Regions from separate parts of the Pan troglodytes genome. Here region 1 is linked to region 2. Evidence: chromatin contacts called from public Hi-C data. All regions are on one chromosome and are shown on one strand. Each heading gives the region's core, a stretch centred on a gene start, on an enhancer-like site or on the middle of the called end of the contact. The rest is flanking DNA. Distances are from core to core; before and after follow the strand shown. Region 1 holds the start of CRIM1 (cysteine rich transmembrane BMP regulator 1). Region 2 overlaps CRIM1 (cysteine rich transmembrane BMP regulator 1).

Region 1 (3,601 bases), core at 526-3,025, 150 kb after region 2:
CGCAACCGGGCAGGGATTAAAGCCAACACGCACTAACATTGGCTCCCCAACGAGAAAGACTCCACTAATCTAATCTCTTTCTCCCTCCGTCAATCTCGACACCGCGGAGCACAATGCGTGCTGGTGAAGCCAGCAGAACAATCCCCGCTGTCAAACAAACAAAAAGGAAGAACCGGCAACACGATAGGAAACGCGCGGGTATCTGACATTAAAAAGCAGCCACTAATAGCAACAACTTTTCACTCCCAGGTGCAACCCCCACCTCCTTTTCCTTTCAGGAGAGAAAGCCTTTGACCGTTTACAATGGGCAAATAAATGAGTAACCACCGTGTGTAACTTCCCCTGGGCTGACATATTCCGCGGCTGAAACTGATTTATGTGCGGAGGAGGAGGAAGGGGTGAAGGAAGAGCTCAAGGAAAAAATAATAAGAGTCACTCGGGGAGTGCGAGCTGGAGACACGTCTCCTCCGCCAACAGAAAAAGGACTTTCGCGGCCAGCGTGCAGCTCACGGTGCCACACTGCGCCAGTGCGGGGAGGGCGGTAGGGCCGGGCTCCCCGAGGGGCTCGCGCGCGGCAGAATCCGCAGTGCCCCCCGCCCGCGGCGCCCCCACCTCGGGGTGCAAGGCCGGGCCACCCAGTCCCAGCAGGAACGGCCACACGTGTGCGCGTCTGCGCGGGGACAGGGGCGATCCTCCACTCGCTCGCCCCCACCCACCATACCCAACCTCGCCTAAGCGTCGGGGGGAACAAGGAGAGGGAACGCAGGGCCGCGGGGGCACTCTCCTGGGGGCGGCGGCCGCCCCTCCTCCCGCAGAGCCCTCTTTCCTCCAGAAAGTGTCGGCCAAACTTTGTTCGGCACAACCAGCGCCGAGAGGGCGGCGCAGGCCAGGTGGGAGGGGGCCCGCAGCGGGCGGCCGTACCTTCGCAGACGCCCGCTTCGTACTCGGTGAGGGAGTCGCCATTGAGCGGGGGGCGGATGACACAACGCAGCCCCCGGTCGCAGGTTCCGTAAATCCCGAAGGTGCCGCCGCAGCTCTCGTTCCTCTGGCTGGCGCACGTGTAGCAGCAGCCGCAGACGCCCTGCACGATGCTCCCCGAGCAGTTCCTGGGCTCCTCGCACTTGGACTCGTCACAGGGCAGGCAGACCAGCGCCCGGGTGCCGGAGCGCGCCAGCAGCAGCAGCAGCCCCAGCAGCGAGACCAGGAGGTGCCCGCAGCCGGCCAACCCCCTGTCCCCCGCCACCAAGTACATCCTCCTGCGCCGCCGCCGCCTCCTCCTCGCAGCCGGGCCGGGAGCGGGGCGGGCGCCCTCCCCTGCGCGGGGCACACGCGCCGCCGCCGCCGCACCAGCAGCCCGCGGTCCTCACCGCCCCTCTCGGGGCCCCCGGGGCGCGCCTCCCCTCGCGGGGCGAGGCCCCCGCCCCTTCTGCGGGCCGCGCCGACCCCGAGCCCACGAGCCTTGGCGCCGGCGGCAGCGGCGGCTTCCCCTCCTCCTCCTCCCGGGAGGGAGGGGGAAAAAAGAAAAAAGTTTCCTCCCGGCAGCTCCGGTTCAACCCAAACTTCTGGCGCGGCGGCGGCGGCGGTGGCTGCTGCGCTCGGCTCCAGCCCGGGCCGGCGGCGCCTCCTCCCTCTCCTCCTCCGAGTCGGCCGGCCCCGCAGCGGCGCAGCCTCCGGGCCGGTCCCCGCCTCCCGAGCTGCCGAGTGGGCGCGGTGGCGCAGCACAAGATCCGCGGCGTCCGCTCCGCGCGCCCCGCTCGCCCCGCTCGCCTCACTCCTGCGCCGCTCCTCCGGGCGCTTGTTTATGGCTGGAGCCTCCGCCGCTCGGGCTGCGCCCTCCCCCATCCTACCTCCTCCCCCAGACCTTCCCCCCACCCCCACGCGCCGCGCGCCGCTCATTGGCTGCACCCCCCACCCTCTCCCCGGCCCGGCCGGCCCCCTCCGCCTCCCCCTCCCCCTCTCGGGCGGCCGGGCCCTTCCTCCCTCCCTCACACGCCTCCTCCTCCCGGTCTCCTCCTCCCCGAGCCCGGCGCACCGAGCCGGCCGTGCCACCGAGCTGCGGCTCTGGCCCCGGCACCGCGGGTGCGCTGCGGATGGGCTTGGGGCGCACCCAACGAGCAGCGAGAGTCGCGGTGTCCCGGGCGCCCGCTGGCACCGTGGCCGCAGCGGCCGGCCTGGGAGCCAGGAGGGCGAGGCGGCTGCACCTTCGGGGCCAGATTGGAGTTCGAAGAGTGGCGGGTACCCCAGCAGCTCGGGGCCGGGGCGATGGCTGCAGCCTCGGGAGGGTATCGCCGGATCGAACTCCGGGAAAGGGAAGCAAAGGCATGGAACCTCCGCACACTGGATGAGAATCCATCTTCCACTCGAGCTGGGAATAGACTTTGTAAAAGATATTATGTAATGGAGTCTCGGGAACCCTGAGACCTCTCCAGCGAAGCTGAAGTGAATTAATTAAGTGCTTTAAACGGTCTTGGTAAATATTCCGCGGGAGCTGGGGAGGACTGTTGGGATGGCTGTAGCTTGAGTTGAATTTTAACTGTCCTCATTCTGGGTTTTGTCGCTCTGCTGTCTGTGCCAAGGTGCTGTGTTACGGGAGGGAGTGACTGGAAAGTAACAAAGCTGAATCTTTCTCCCTGGAGTAAGGCCGAAGACTGGATTACTACACGCCTAGACGTGACACTACACCCATAGATCTCATGCATCATTAATGCCATATGACATTGCCGTTTTCTTTCTCAGTTCACGGACAAAAGTGGTGGGTTTTCATTGTCTTCATTGATTATCAATGCATTAATAAAGAAGATGTGTGGTACATAGTCTTTGTGATAAATCAGGTACAGAAGCAACGGAAGTGATGCAAAATGCACGGTGTGGAGATGGTTTCTCTTCAGTGGTTGTCAGAAAAGGTTTTCGTAATGATGGCTCTGTCATTGATGGGATATGAAGTAGTAATCCGCTCCGTAGTGGCCTACCATTCACAAGATGGGTACCAGGTGAATAACATTCATTAATTGACAAAAAGTGACTGTGGTCAATGGGGGAAAAAATCGATCCCGTGGCAGGTGTGAAGTGGGAATGGCTGGCCCAGCCTCTGATCCAAGATGGTCTGGCCGCAGGAAGGTGGCAGCCAAGTGGATTCTGAAAATCGTGACTAATGAACCGAAAGTTAATAGCTGGCAGTGCAAGGAAAGAGGAAACAAAGCTACCTTTGAAATGTTATGTTTGTGGAACAAATTTATAGTTATGATAAATAGTTTAACCACTCTGTCTAATCCTGAACCCAAAAGCCAGAGTTACCAGTGGACTATTCCCCCATGATGGGCATCAGCAAACTAAACATTTCTCCTATCATATTTCTTTGTCCAAGGAGAGGAAGAGGCTCATTAATTATCATTGATTATTATAGGGCCATGAGGGAGATGTTCAACCGTGGAAAAGGGGAGAGAGCATTGCATTTTCTAGAGGGGTTTAAAGAGTTGTTGCAATGAAATGATTCCTGTAGTTGGGTGGGAAGTCCGATTAGATGATCTCCAAAGGCCCTCATACCCTGTGGGTCCATAATAAGTGTTAAGTGGCAAAATCGTTTAAAATATGCTAGGTTTTC
Region 2 (3,351 bases), core at 546-3,045:
TTCGCCTTCTCTACTAAATGTTGCCAGGTTCTTCTTGAACTCCTGACCTCAAGTGATCCGCCTGTGTCAGCTTCCCAAAGTGCTGGAGTTACAGGTGTGAGTCACTGCGCCCATCCCATAACACATGTTTTTAAATATCCACATGATAATTACTTTTATGGGTGTTAGATGCTATCATATAATACTGCATATTGTATGCAGCATAAGGGATTTCTTACTATTACTTTCAAAAAAGTACATCTTTTACAACATGATAGTAATTAAAATATTCAGTGTTACATTTAGATATGTTTTTTCTCTATGTGCTGACAAATACCCCTGTATTTGGATATACTTACATAACAGGCTTTTTAGTTAACAGGCTAAAAAATGTGTGTGTTGAAAAAATACTCATATTAATGTTTAAGTAACCACTATTTGAAGTGTTCAAAGTATCCCCTGTTAGCAGAATCTGGAGAGATGTTTAACTGTCCTCTGCTAGTCAGTTACAATACTATTTTAGAAGAACAAAAAGGAAAGTAGCAATGGTGACTAGCAACATTACTGAAGTTATTAGCCTAATAGAAGTCTTCTAAAATGATTTTAAAAGGTTATATAGGGCTTACGAGAGAAAAGGGAAATAGAAATGTTTAAGGTTAAAAAGAAAAAAGCATGCTTAATTATACAAAGCAAGCAAGTTGAGACCTGTGTGAATTAAATGTAGAATATGAAAGACAATCAAATTTAAAGAAGGGAAGTTAATATGGTAATGGCCAAAGTACAGCAATGTTTGAATATTGTTCTACATGGACTGGTGAAATGGGAAATAGAGTCTAATTATTGGAATGATGAACAAATTTTTATTTTATCTGGCCATCCTTTAAGCATGAATATTGTAATAACACATAAGTCACTGGGAAAAACAGAACGCATCTGTCCCCTCAAAACACACTTATATTATAATCTAAAATTAAACCTTAACTACAATGAATAGGTGAAATGGGTCCGTGTTTTACATAAATATTTCAAGATAGCATCTTTTGTGAATCTTAGTTGGCAATATTTGCATATTTAATTTGCTATCTTTTAAAAAGGAAAATGTGATTTATGGTGTAATTTTCTACTCTGTCATTATCATAAACCTTTTATTACACATATAAATATAACCTCATGGGCCTGTATTACACTGTAAAGCAACTGATTACTAATTTGCATCCTTAGAAGAGAAATTCTAAATGGTTCATTTAGAAATTTGTAATTATATGACTTGAAAGGTCATAATTTTTCATTCCCCATTATTAAGGGAATGGTGAAAAAAGAAGACTTTATTAGTCATGTTTCTCTAACACAGATCTAAATTGTGAATCCATTTTTCTGTCACAAGAATGCTTAGGTCATGACTACAAATGAATTATGTTGGGAAATAGATGAATTAAAAACACCCTGAAAACCTCCCAGAGTCAGTCAACATCCCTTGGGATTAAATTCCCTGAAATTTTGGAGCCTGAGCACCTTGGTGCCTTTATTTTCCTGGTCCTGCAATAAGGAAGGAGTTTTTCCATAGACCTTGATCTTGAATGTGCTTCACCTTTAAAGAAAACGGTTCTGTCTCCATTCAAGTTTAAACAATGTGATAAAAACTAGTCTGTAATATACCTCTGCTTTGCAATGGAATGGAATTTCAAACAAAGGCTGGTACATTTAAATAAAAATACAGGACATTCATTAGAAGGAGACTGGCTATGCCTCCTAGGAGTGGGATGCTCTAGTGCTGCCTGAATTGGGACCATTCTCCTGCATGTTATGCTCTGGCCCATCTACATTCAGCTTCCCAATAGAGGGAGCTCTAGGCCCAGGCCCTAGTATCTTTAGACACACTGTATAGGGACTACCATGGTATTTGGTACAGAGTGGGTATTCAACAACATTTGCTAACTAAATGCATCAATCAATGTTCTTGTTACCTACTCCTCCACTGTCATCAAGACTGCTATATTATCAGAGAAATGACAGCATGAAAATAACTTACTCTGATAACATTGAAATTTTCCTGAAATACTAGCACTTGACAAAACATCTCAAAATACCATCTTCTAGTTCAGAAAAAGACAACATTAAAAACTGGAAAGTAGTCCTAAATCCACATATGTCAATTATGAAGTTTTCTTAAGAGAAATGCATCATCATGGCAAACATTTAAATAAAGAGCAGACTGACTGCGGCTGCCTGGAACCTGTAATCCCAGCACTTTGGGAAGCTGAGGTGGGAGAATTGCTTGAGGCCAGGAGTTTGAGACCAGCCTGTGCAACATAGTGAGACCTTGCCTCTGCCAGAAAATAAAACATTAGCTGGGTGTGGTGGTGAGTGAATGTAATCCCAGCTACTTGGGAGGCTGAGGCAAGAGGATTACTTGATCCCAGGAGGTCGAGGCTGCAGTGAGAGCTATGACTGCACCACTGCACACCAGCCTGGGTGACAGGGTGAGAACCTGTGTCTAAAAAAAAAATAAATAAATAAAAACATAAATAAAGAGTAGAAAAACAGTATTCATAGAAGGGTAGGGGTTTATATGTTTGTTTGTAAAGCTTTAGTACATCACTTGAGGCAACCACGCAGAAAAAGGTGGCTTTATGTTCCTAATTTTTCAGCATTATGACTTTACCGTGATCTAAAATTGCTTTCTAATCCATGGGGAGAAGTTACGATTGAAGAGAAAGTGATGAACAATGGCAAAGTACAGGGCCTGTACAGCATGGCCGGTCGATAGCAACTATGTAGTAAAACTCTGTTCATTCTGGAAAAAAAGAAATGTTTGCTCCTGTGCTCAAAACGTGACACAGCTGTCGGGGGCGCCATTCATTATATATAAATACAATGTAACCTCCATGGAGAACACACTGTGGATGGTGTCCCCTAGAGGAGTACTGCATACTTCTTTGCTGTAGTACAGCAGGTCCTCAAACAGCAATGGTTTTGTTCAACATCATTGTGTCATAACTTTTAGGAGGGGAATAAAAACCAGTTCTCGGTTGGGGCCACTCTCTGTGTGGAGACTGCATGTTCTCTCATGCTGTGTGGGTTTTCTCTGGGTACTCTCACATCCCAAAGATGTGCACGTTAGGTGAACTGGGGTATCTACATGGTCCTAATCTGAGTGTGTGTGTGTGTGTGTGTGTGTGTGAGAGAGAGAGAGAGAGTGTGTGTGTGTGTGTGCACCCTGCAATGGGATGGTGTCCTGTTCAAGGTCGATTCCTACCTTGCAGCTTGCAGAGCTGCTGGGATGGGCTGTGGCCACCCTCAACCCTGGACTGGAATAAGCAAGTTGGAAAATAAATGAGTGAATAAATACAAATTCTTATAAAATACAAATCT

What was found. Hi-C and Micro-C count contacts between places; a contact is called where the count stands out from the background.
Region 1: a Hi-C map of induced pluripotent stem cells shows a contact between it and region 2, with 2.6 times the contacts expected there. The contact joins the promoter of CRIM1 here to the enhancer-like site in region 2. A contact is called at or near these places in 3 of 7 Hi-C or Micro-C datasets (induced pluripotent stem cells and stem cell-derived neural progenitor cells) and 1 of 1 datasets of contacts at active chromatin or transcription factors (stem cell-derived excitatory neurons).

Annotation. Positions count from the first base shown.
Region 1 is chr12:86,438,689-86,442,289 of NHGRI_mPanTro3-v2.0_pri, forward strand. It overlaps CRIM1 (cysteine rich transmembrane BMP regulator 1), which reads right to left and starts at 1,776. Exons shown (of 17, transcript XM_016948339.3): 1 at 922-1,776. The coding sequence starts at 1,252.
Region 2 is chr12:86,287,101-86,290,451 of NHGRI_mPanTro3-v2.0_pri, forward strand. All of the region lies in intron 8 of CRIM1 (cysteine rich transmembrane BMP regulator 1), which reads right to left. Among named protein-coding and RNA genes, the nearest start is that of FEZ2, 92 kb to the left of the region's middle. Within about 2 kb of position 1,796, at least 1 of the 24 cell types and tissues checked has an H3K27ac peak or open chromatin away from gene starts, as enhancers often do. A contact at or near this core is called in induced pluripotent stem cells, where this site is marked.